2 separate regions of the Gossypium hirsutum genome follow, and region 2 is linked to region 1. The links are chromatin contacts, called in public Hi-C maps. All regions are on one chromosome and are shown on one strand. Each heading gives the region's core, a stretch centred on a gene start, on an enhancer-like site or on the middle of the called end of the contact. The rest is flanking DNA. Distances are from core to core; before and after follow the strand shown. Region 1 holds the start of LOC107963895 (protein CNGC15b). Region 2 holds the start of LOC107963892 (cytokinin riboside 5'-monophosphate phosphoribohydrolase LOG1).

Region 1 (5,331 bases), core at 706-3,205:
GACAATAAGGCTCCTCGAGATCACAGGCGGTCTTCCAGCACGCTTCTTGCCGCTCGATCGAAAGAAGATACCAACAAGCTCCTAAAACCTTTTCAAGAAACAAAGCACAATCAGATTCAGGAATATATGTATGTTTGTGCGTATGCACATACGTACTTAGGTTCAGAGTTAAACTTAAGAAGCATCATAATGACTTACATGGCTTGCCAGCATGTAGAGCATGAGGTTATAAGCGGCACCAGCCCATGCTGTTTCGGTCACAACACCAGTGGCGTTAACAATTTGTGATGACAAAGGAAAAATAAGAAAAAGTCTTGGAAGGTACTGAAAAATGATTATGAACCGGAGCATGTTTTTGGTGTTCATCATTGTTGAACCGTTAAGGTTCGGAATGATGATCCAAATCAAAACCTGGAAACAAAACTGAAACATATGAAAAATGAAACATTCCATGAAAACGACCCGAGTGTTCATCAGTTTCATCATGTGTATACCTGAGGAAGGGGGAGTGCAGCAAGTAAATCAATCCAGAAACTCTTCTTGAGGTACCTGGAAGCAATCTTCCCGGAATCTATAACGAGCTCGCCTCTCCCAAATACACGAGAAGGCGGTGCAACATAAGCGGTTCGAAACCGAATGAATATTTGAACTATGTAGAAGGCATCAGCTAATGATCTAACCATAGTAAGGATAACTTCAAGGGGTATTCCAATATCAATGCAGACATCCTTCTTAACTATTGGCAAATAAAAGAACAGAGGATCCACAAACAAAGAAACCAAGCATGCTACTAGGAAAATCTTGTTCCATCGACGAATAACCGGTCCTCGAGGATCCAAAATCTTCTTCTTCACTCTCTCAAAATCCTCAGAGAAAACTCTGGACAGTACTTTAGCTTTCAACAATTTACCTCTCCTAGTAGTAGCAGGCAACTTGCTCTCGACCCTCTCAGTGCCAGGCTCCGATATTTTCGTTCCGTTGATATTGTATTTCAGCTTTACCATACCATCTCCATTCATTGGGGGGAGCTTTGTTAATTCAAGGTCATCTTCAAATCTGGAAAAACACATATGCAACCACAAATAAATGATTGTTCCATCGCTAATGAGAGTGCATACACACATACATACATACCTACATACATAAGACATTAAGGAACAAAAATGGAACAAACCTTACAGATCTTGAATTAATAAACCCCATGGATTTTCTTCAATTAGATTTGATCTACCAGAGGATAAGAGAGAAAAAGACAAAAGAGTTCTACAAAGGGATGGCCAAGAACAAAGTGTTTATAGGCATAAGGTCATAAATCAATTGAAATTGACTAGGCAAAGTCTCAAGAGCTCAAAGCCACAAGAGCTGGAAAAAGGCCCTTCAAATGGCTTTTTGAACCAGGAATCATGTGACCAATAGCATAAAAAGATTAACTCAACTTGACATGAAGCAGTTTTTAAGCTAAAAAAAAGCTGGTCAAAACATGTGAACAATTTCCTTTTCAGACAACCTTAGATGCCAGGTATGAGTTGAAACAGGAAATTCATCAAACAAGTGATGAACCATAAGCTATCTGTATTTTATTGTATATATATGAAGTCAAAAGCAAACACCCAAAGTTTAAAAATTTGATACCCTTTCATTAGAAGACAATAAATGGCTTAGAAAGTCAGTATGGAAGATGAAGCATTGACCATGAAAGAAAAAAACAAAAGCTATAACTATTTTTATTTCCCCTTATTTTACTGATTTTTAAAATCTTTAGCCACTTGGAAGGGAATAAGTCAATAAAAGAAACCCTAAATGGGAATATGATTCTAAACAAAAAAAAGAAGAATATATCATTAGATCTTTTTTATACTGATTCCAACATACATGGAATTAAAACATTACAACAATTTCCATAGTAAGAACAATGAAGAGAAACCCTTTTTCTCTTTCATGGTTCCTTAAATGTCACTCGGTTTTCGATTTTCCATGGACTTTTCTCACCACTATGGGTTTTAGTTGGCTGAATCTTTTAAATGATTAAATTATTGATGAGAAGAGAAATACAGAGAGACAAAGTCATATGAAAACGTCCAAAGAGAAAGGACATGACGGTTGTATTCATGCACTATGATTATTTATGATCCTCATTTTGTCTTTTATATTTATTTACAAAATCTGTAAGATCCGAGGCATGCTTTTCATGGAATGTTGACATATACTTTGTCCTGTAAGTTTACAACTGCAAGCTGCTGGTAATACTAATTCTTCAAGTAGTTTTTCTTTTCTTCCTAATAACAAATTTAGTATCTAGCATTTACTTATTTTCTCTCTTTAGTCCTAATTTTTTTTCTTTATCACTTTGACATTCCGCTTTTAAAACTTAGTCTATTCATTTTGTTTGAGGGTAAAAATTTAATAAACTACTAAAATTTTAACGACACTAACATGATAGCCTATGTGACAATCTATGTATGTTTCATTCGTTAACATGTCAACAGAAAAATTCGTCTAACTGGACGCACTTTCATATTACTATAAAGAAAATATACCCTCTTGATCACGTTTTTATATATTTTCTTCAAAAACGATTTATTTTCCTAAATTTAAAAAAAAATTATTTTATTAATTAATTTATTTTTCGAAATATTCAATCAATTTAGCCCATTTCATGTGAATTTCTCAAGGGGATTGAAAGATACTAATTTCATCAAAGAAAAAAAAATGAATCTTAGAAGTGAAGGAAAAAAAAAAGTTTCGAAGACTAATAACTTAATTGACTTTTGCCTACTTTCTTGGCAGCCTTTTTTGGATTTGAGTTTCTTTTACTTCAAACTAAAATATTTTTTTTTATTCCAATCTTTACGTTTTGGATTATTTTAGATTTAAATTATTATTTTTGATTAATTTTAATTTAGTTGAATTCAAATTTTAGAGGTGTTCATGGCTAAGTTAGGTCGGATCTAAACATGATATTCAACATACTTTATACTTGTTCAAGGCTAGCCCGACCCAAAATCTAAGCCTAAAACTTTACTTAAATTTGTCCATATTTGTAAAAAACTAATCCAAACTCATTTTAGGCCTGTTTATATTATTTTTTTATTTTTTAAAAAATTATATTATATTATTTTAATATTTAATATTTTTATATATTTTTTATTTTTTGAAATTTTTTATATAGTCATCTTAATATTATTTTAATGTTTACATTAAAATAGTATTATATATTTAGTATAGATTTATTTTTTTAATGTATTCTAAATTATATAATATAAAGTATTTATAAACTTAAAACGGGTCGGGCCAGGCTCGAGTTCGAAGCTTGAACCCAACTCATATTTTAAATAGGTCTAATTTTTTGTCTAATTTTTTTAAATTCAATACAAACCTTCGAGCCTAGACTATACTCCCGACCATCTATAGATTTAATTCAAAATTAAAATTAAAATCAATTGATATTTTATGTGGAAGTAAAAAATGGAATGATTTAGTAATATCACACCAAAATTTCATTATTAGTATTATTTAATTTTGTCACCTGAACTATTTATTCATTCATTATTTTGGTTTATTGAATATTTGTTTGGATAAAGCTTACCCCACATCACATTGAGTGAAGGTGAAGAAGCTACAGGTCAGCTTTGTAAGTCGCAGGTTGAACAGTTTTGGTAAAGTGTTTGACCATGTCTTCTTTTTCCTGATAGCAGATCCAATATTTATATATTTTTAATTAATTTTTTAAAAATTAGAATTATTTTTTTAAAAAAATTTAAGAATATTAAAATAATATTTTAATTATAAATCAAAAATTTATTATTAACTCTTTTAAATTAATATGTCGTATCATCCTCTTAACGCAAGTTAAAGTATCCACCAATAATTATTACATAACTTTTAAAAAATAAATATCTGAAACATAATTTTAAACAAAATTTAAAAATTATTAATTTAATTTACTCTAATTAAAATTGAACCTTAAATTCGTTTATTGTTAACATTAAATTTAAGTATTATCATTTGAATTTAAATTAATTAAATTATCTTCGAATATCTTAACAAATTAAATATTTAAATTTAAAAAGTTAGAAAAATATCTTAAAACAAAAAAATTTAAAAATAAAGCCGACAATAAATTTAGATAACCGACGAATTCATTATCGACAAAATGGTAAAGTGAATTTGAATTTTAATTATAATCTCTATTTGCAAAAATAAAAATGGAATTTAGATAATGAATTTTAATAATTAATATCTAAATTTGTTGCAAATAGTAATTAAAATTTAATTTTTTTAAATCTGAATAGGCAAAAACAAATAAAAATAAATATCTAAAATTTAATTTGACACAATTAACATATTTAAAAAATAAATACATTAATTAATTTTTAATTGAATAAATATAAGTATTTATATATAATATATAAAAATAAAAATAAAAAAATCTATAATTACATGAGAATCATCCCATTTTAATAATCACCATTGATCCTCTATGTGTAATTGTTACAACTGTTATTTTCTTCTACTTTATCCGTTATTGTATGTCAAATTTCCAAGCATTCACATTCACCAAAATCACACCCACATATAATATACATAATTATTAGTGGTCAATGTTAACTTTATTAAATAAAATCCGACAAAGCCAGCCAGATCTCCCCCCCCCCCACCTGCTGCATTTTTCATTTCACATGTAGATTTGTTTGATAAGTTGGATTATTTGTTTAGGTTCTAGAATTTGTTCGAAATTTAAAAAGTTTTAAATGAAAATGTTAAATTTAAAAAATGTGTTTAAATAAAAATAATAGACCTGTTTAAAATATTAGTCGAGCTTAAGTTTGAATATTTAAAGCTAAAGTCCAGCTCAATTCGACTTATTTTTAAGTTTATAATATTTTATATTATGTAATTTAAAATACATTAAAAAATAAATCTATACTAAATATATAATACTATTTTAATGTAAACATTAAAATAATGTTAAGATGATTATATAAAAATATATAAAATTATTAAATATTAAAATAATATAATATAAATATTTAAAATAATAAAATAATACGGATGGGCCTAAAATAGATTTGGATTAATCTTTTGTAAATATGAATGAGTTTGGACAAAATTTTAAATCCATGTTTCGAGTAGGGTCTGACTTGGACAAGTATAAAATATATTAATATAATGCTTAAACTCGACTTGAACCCATCCTGACTTGACCTATAAGCACCTCTAATGATATCCTATTCTAGTGATGAATATCTTAATTAAATTTATTGACAAGATTTAAATTCAAAATATTAAAAAAATTATCAAACTTCTTATAATTGAATCTAATATTAATTT
Region 2 (5,993 bases), core at 1,514-4,013, 140 kb before region 1:
AACAATGAATTGTAATATCCATCCACATTCAACAATCCCACCTGCACCATTCTCAACCAACATCCTAAACATTAATTCAACCTATAAAAAACTCTATATTGAAAAAAAAATTCGTATTGATTGAATTTTAATTTTATTAGTATGAATATTATTATCAATATAAGAATACGTGGGTTCGAGTGAGTTGAAGCGTATTATCTTCCTAGTTATGAGTTTAAAAAAAACTATAAATAATTTTAAACATTTTATTAAAAAAATAAATATATTCAAAAAAAAAATCCTCCTATTAATGTGTTTCAAATCCACCATATCCTATAAGGTGGAAGAGATTTGCCCCATTTAAAGGATGAACTCGATTTGACTTGGAAGTTAATTATTAGACACCAAAATATCCCATAAATGATTTGTTTAGGAAATTGAAAAAAGAAAAAGAAAAGAATATTACTGGTTTATCATGGATTCCAAGTTGAGCCCAGGTTATGACTTCAAGAAGTTCTTCAAGAGTTCCATAGCCACCTATTCATAAATACAGTATAGAAATTCCTCTAATTAATTACATTGATTATATAGATAATGGCAGGAAAAAAACTGATAATTGAGGTTTATTAGTGATCTTTTTTCAATTTTTTATTTTTATTTTCAAATTTAATTATCAATTAAATTAATTTTATGATATTTATATCAAGGGTAGACCAATATATTTGCACGAGCTCATCACATTTTTGGTCTTTTCATAGCCCATATGGGCGAATAGTCCCTGCCCAATAGGCCTAATTTTGGGGGTAAACTAGGAGAGAGCCCTTCAAAGGCAAAATATAAATGTGGTCCACGAAAAGGCGTACCCATTGGGCTAATTACCAGGTCTGGGTCAAGTCACTTTTGAGTTTGAAAGAGTATTTCGGGTCTATTATATACCAACCAGGTAAGGCAATGAAAGCATCAGATTGTCTAGCCATCTCTGCCTTCCTTTGGTGCATGTCTGAAACTGCCTTAACTTCCCCGACTGTCTCACCAGTTATCTACAAGAAAATGTTAATGTAATTGGTTTAAAAAGTTATTTCCACCATACTTCCCTAATTATAATGTAAGCTCCAAGTGTTAAATGCTAACAAGAATATAAAGTGGAGTATATTTACAACATGTGTGTAACTACTGCATGAACAATTTAAATTTAACGTGTTAAAAACAAGTAGTATCGTCAAAATTTGATGCAAATGTTTTAAGTTGGTGTGTGCTAAACTTGAGTCAAAATTTAACACCCAAGCTGATAGTTAAAGTCGACGAAAAAAAATCATATTAATATATTAGTGATATTTTAGTAACTCAATTAAAATATTTTAAAACCCGATATTAAAATAATACCCACTTTTGCAAAGATGAGATGAAGATGTCGTGGGCTTTAATTCACAATAACAATATACATACATACAGAAAACACAACATGCACCATGTAAGTGTGATATATATGCTAAGAATGATGATGTTTATGGTGGGCAAAAAAGAAAAAAAAATCATTGGAGAGGGACAAAAATGGTGAAGGCCCATCATATGCCCTCAGGTGGAATTCAATGGCAAAGTTTTGTTTTTGAAAAATGTGAAAAACAAGGGAAAAAGCAACAACAAAAGTCTAAATAGGAACCTGCATGAGACCCAAAAGAGACAAAGTGTGAAACCCCCCTTATTTAGAAGATAACAAAAGTGAGGTAGAAATTCATGTCATGGGAGCTACCACTAGAAAAATAAAAATAAAAATTTTAAAAAATATAAACATAAAAGAACAAACAGATAATGTTTTTTTATTTTTATATTTTAATTTATAAAAGAAAGACAGAATTTAAATAGAAGAGAGTACCTCTCTAGGCATGAGTGTCTTGGGAATCACTCTGCAGATGATAATAAACATGAAGAAACACAATTAAAATTATATTTTTGTAAGTTAAAAATTAGCTTTTAAGTTGAATATTTGAATACCCAATTACATGGCGGCCACCATCAAAAACTGCTTGAGAAATCAGCCCCATTAATCCAATACTGCCCCCTCCATAGACCAGATCAATATTCCTTGAAACCTTCATTATTAAAAAACAACAATATTCAGCTTTATTCAACCCATCAAAGTACATTTTAGAAAAATGAGCTGAACTTTAAGCTACAAACTACACCTACATAAATAAATATATATGAACTTAATTCATAGAACCTGTTTTTTTTTAACTCTTGAAAATAAGAAGATTGGTAGCAGTGGAAACAAAATGTTTAGCCATGAATAACCATAAAGGAAGCTGAAAATCATACAATAACTTATATATATATATATAACAGAGCTAAAACAGAGCTAAAAAAGAGAAAAAAAAAGAAGGGTTACCAATTCCCTGCCAAGATCAATAGCAGCTTCTCTATAGCTGTTCTTCTTACCAGGGCTACTCCCACAAAACACACAGATTCTTTTGAATTTTGATTGTTTCATTTCCATATCTCTCTCCATTTTTTCTTTTTGTGGGGATAAGGGAATATCCTCTGTTTTGTTTTTTCAATGAAGAAAGAAAATAATTGTGAAGGGAAAAAGAAGAGAAATGGTTGAGGATTTTGAGATTGGAAGTGGGCAGGCTGTGTGCGCATATATATATAACGGTAGGCAAGAGGCTACAAGGTTGTCGACTTGGCATGCGTTAACCCCATGATGTAATGGTCCAATGCCATCCCCCCTTATTGCTACATGTTGGGTAGAGTAGTGAGGAAGGGGAAAGGATTGTATCCCTTATCAATTATTTAACCCTATTTTAGTATTATTTTTTTATGTCATTCACATATTTTTTTGCTAATTTTTTTAATCTGAACCTTAAACCTTAAACTTTAAACCCTAAACCTTAAACCTCAGACTCTAAACTCTGAACTTCGAACCTTAAACTTTTGAGCTCTAAACCCAGAACCCATGGTTAGAATAGAAGGTCTAAGGTTCAGGGTCAAAGATCTAAGGTTTATGTATAAAAAATTAACCAAAATGATATGTCAATGATATGAAAAAAGATGTTGAAATGACATTAAATAATTGGTAAGTGATACAAAATGATGTGGTGAGTTTATTTCATACAATCCTTTCCCAGTAAGAAAGATTCCCAATGAAGAGGGTGGGATGAAAATAGGAATTCAATAATGAGGGGTTAAAAATAAAATTTAAAAAGTTTGGGAGAACTCAAAAGGAAAAAAAAGAAAAAAAAGTTTAAAATGGTTTAAATTGAATATTTCATAATTAAGAGGGATTAAAAGTATTATTATTCCAATTAATAGTGCTCTTATTTTCCCTAATTATTACACTCCTAATTACAAGTTTTGAGCATCGTAAAAGATGAAACAGCCCTATAAAAATTTGTATTATAAAATAAAATTCGATTTATCTTGACCCTCAATTTCAGTCGGGGCCATGTGAATTTCAAATACAAAAAGTTAGACCAAAAGGAATTGCTATGCCCCTTTTACTATCAAAACACTTATTGCCTCACCCTGTTTATGGGTTAAAATTATGATTTTCATCCATAAACCCAATTTTTTTGGAAGAGCCAAAACTAGAAGTGTTCATGTGCTGGATCGAAATTTGATTCGATTTTAAAAATTTTACAATTTATTTGTTAGTACAATTCAATATTCTTAATTGAAATTAAATTTGATTTTTTGGTAGCATTTTAGATGCATGAAGTATTTTCTTCAAAATGTTTGATAAAAACAAATATTTCCTTCAAAATAATTGGAATTAAATTTAATGTTGGTATCACAATGGTTAGAGGTGCCGCCGGCCATTTCCTTTTTTATTTTTTTCCCTTCATTTTTAATTTATTAAAAAATCCAAAATTAATTAATGCATTTACCCCACCCCATATGAAATTCAGTGTACTATACGACCATTATTCTTTTCTTTTCTTTTTTTCCTTAGTCTTCAGTGTTAAAGGTGTTTAGGTCTGACTTTTTATTTTATTCTTTTAAATCGATTTGATAGTTTGTTTTTACTTTCTAAAAACAAAATAAATTTATAATTTATAATAAATTATAAATTTAAATATTTTTATAATTAAACTATAATTCAAGTTAAATCAGGCCATCTCGAAATTGAAACACTTTTTTTCCTAAGTCTAATAATATATGATATTCTAGGTAAAATTTCAAATTGTTTTAGACCAAAATTTGATTAAAACTAGAAATAACAATACATTGAATATCTGTAAATTTTTTTTGAATTATTCAAATTTATTTATTCTCAGTAAATTATCTAAATATTACTATTTATATATGAATTTGAGTAAATATTTGAGTCTACAAAAATCTTAATTCGAATATGTTAAAATTTAAAATCAATCCAAAGCTACAATCCTAATCCGAATTTGGATTTGGATATCTGAATATGCTGTCTGAATAAGCAATGTGAATTCATATAACGAAGTATAAAGATGTCTATCTACATCTATTCGGAGTCCAAAGCAAATAATAACTTTAACATTCGAATCCAAATATGCAAAAAAAAAAACCAACTAAAATGCTTACATATATCTAAATATGTAATCCATATTACTATCTTTAATTAAAACAATACTTTCATATGAAAGTTCAATTTGTTATGACTAGAGCTGCTCATGAATTAGGTCAGGTTTAAGCATGATATTAACATACTTTATGCTTCCTCAAGCCCGACTTGGCCCGAAATATGGGCCTAAAATTTTGTCTAAATTCACCCATATCCAAAGCCCACTTTAGGCCCACCCATATTATTTTTTTAAATATTTATATTATATTATTTTAATATTTAATAAAATTATATTTTTTATTTATTGAAAGTTTTTTATATAGTCATTTTGACATGATTTTAATATTTATATTAGAGTAGTTCATATATTTAGTATATGTTTATTTTTAAATGTGTTCTAAATTACATAATAATGAAAATAACATAATATAAAGTATTATAAACTTAAAAATGGGCCAGGCTCGGGCTTTGAATGTTTAATTCTGAGCCCAACTCATATTTTAAATGGGCTTAATATTTTTACCCAAATCCTTCCAAATTTCGAACATGTCTTCAAATCTAGACAAATAACTCGACCCATAAACAAATTTATGAAAAATAACTATATGATAAGTGCTAATTTGATGCAATAAACCCATATTGAAATTTAGAATCTATGGAATTTGAAAACAATGGACAAGGAGGAGAAATTTGTGGGTGATGACCCAAAGATCATTTGAACCCTTATTCAACAACTTATGTTGTATGCAAAGGAAACATTTATATTTTTATTACAATAAAAAACAAATACTCTCCACAAACATTTAGGACCCACTCCGTTCTTTGCCCTCTTAGTTACCTGAGCATATCTTTTTCAAACACCCACACCCCATGCATTGATTTTATGCTTGGTTTTCCAGTCATTTTACTTTTATATAGGAATTGAAATTTAATTTATTTATTTTAATTTTTTATAATTTGATTTCTTTATTATTATTATTATTATTATTCAAATCGATAATATCATTAGTTGTTTATGTTAAAGTGATATAGACATTTTCTTTTTTTACTATTATTCAATTATATAATCAGAATTACATAAAACTTCAGTCAACCATAATTAATCAAAAACAATATTATATGTAGCCAAATTCTTAAAGTTATTTTTAAAAATTTTCACATCATCAACTAATAATATTATAAAAATATAGAGACCAAATATTATTAAATTAGAAGGACTAAATTATAAATTTTAATATAACAAAAATACTAAAACCATAACTAAATTTTAATTTTTATATTGTTATTGGTACCTCACCAGAGTGGGCTTTGTTGCTCTCACCTCGTGTAGTCACAGCCTTGTCAGGTACAACTTCGCTTGTTGGCAACATCTCTTAGCTATGTACCTCACAAACATATGTATACATGGCATGTGGAGAGTTTATGATGTATTTTGTTGAGGACAAGTGTTGGATCTTTTTATGTAGGAATTAACTTTGGG

Evidence for each region. A called contact is a pair of places that touch in the nucleus more often than the background predicts.
Region 2: a contact with region 1 is called in a Hi-C map of leaf, with 1.9 times the contacts expected there. The contact joins the promoter of LOC107963892 here to the promoter of LOC107963895 in region 1.

The regions. Positions count from the first base shown.
Region 1 is chrA03:6,056,890-6,062,220 of Gossypium_hirsutum_v2.1, reverse strand. It overlaps LOC107963895 (protein CNGC15b), which reads right to left and starts at 1,955. Exons shown (of 7, transcript XM_016900417.2): 1 at 1,175-1,955; 2 at 495-1,056; 3 at 199-411; 4 at 1-88. The coding sequence starts at 1,203.
Region 2 is chrA03:6,197,849-6,203,841 of Gossypium_hirsutum_v2.1, reverse strand. LOC107963892 (cytokinin riboside 5'-monophosphate phosphoribohydrolase LOG1) reads right to left here and starts at 2,763. Exons shown (of 7, transcript XM_016900416.2): 1 at 2,366-2,763; 2 at 1,972-2,069; 3 at 1,853-1,883; 4 at 920-1,019; 5 at 446-516; 6 at 1-41. The coding sequence starts at 2,485.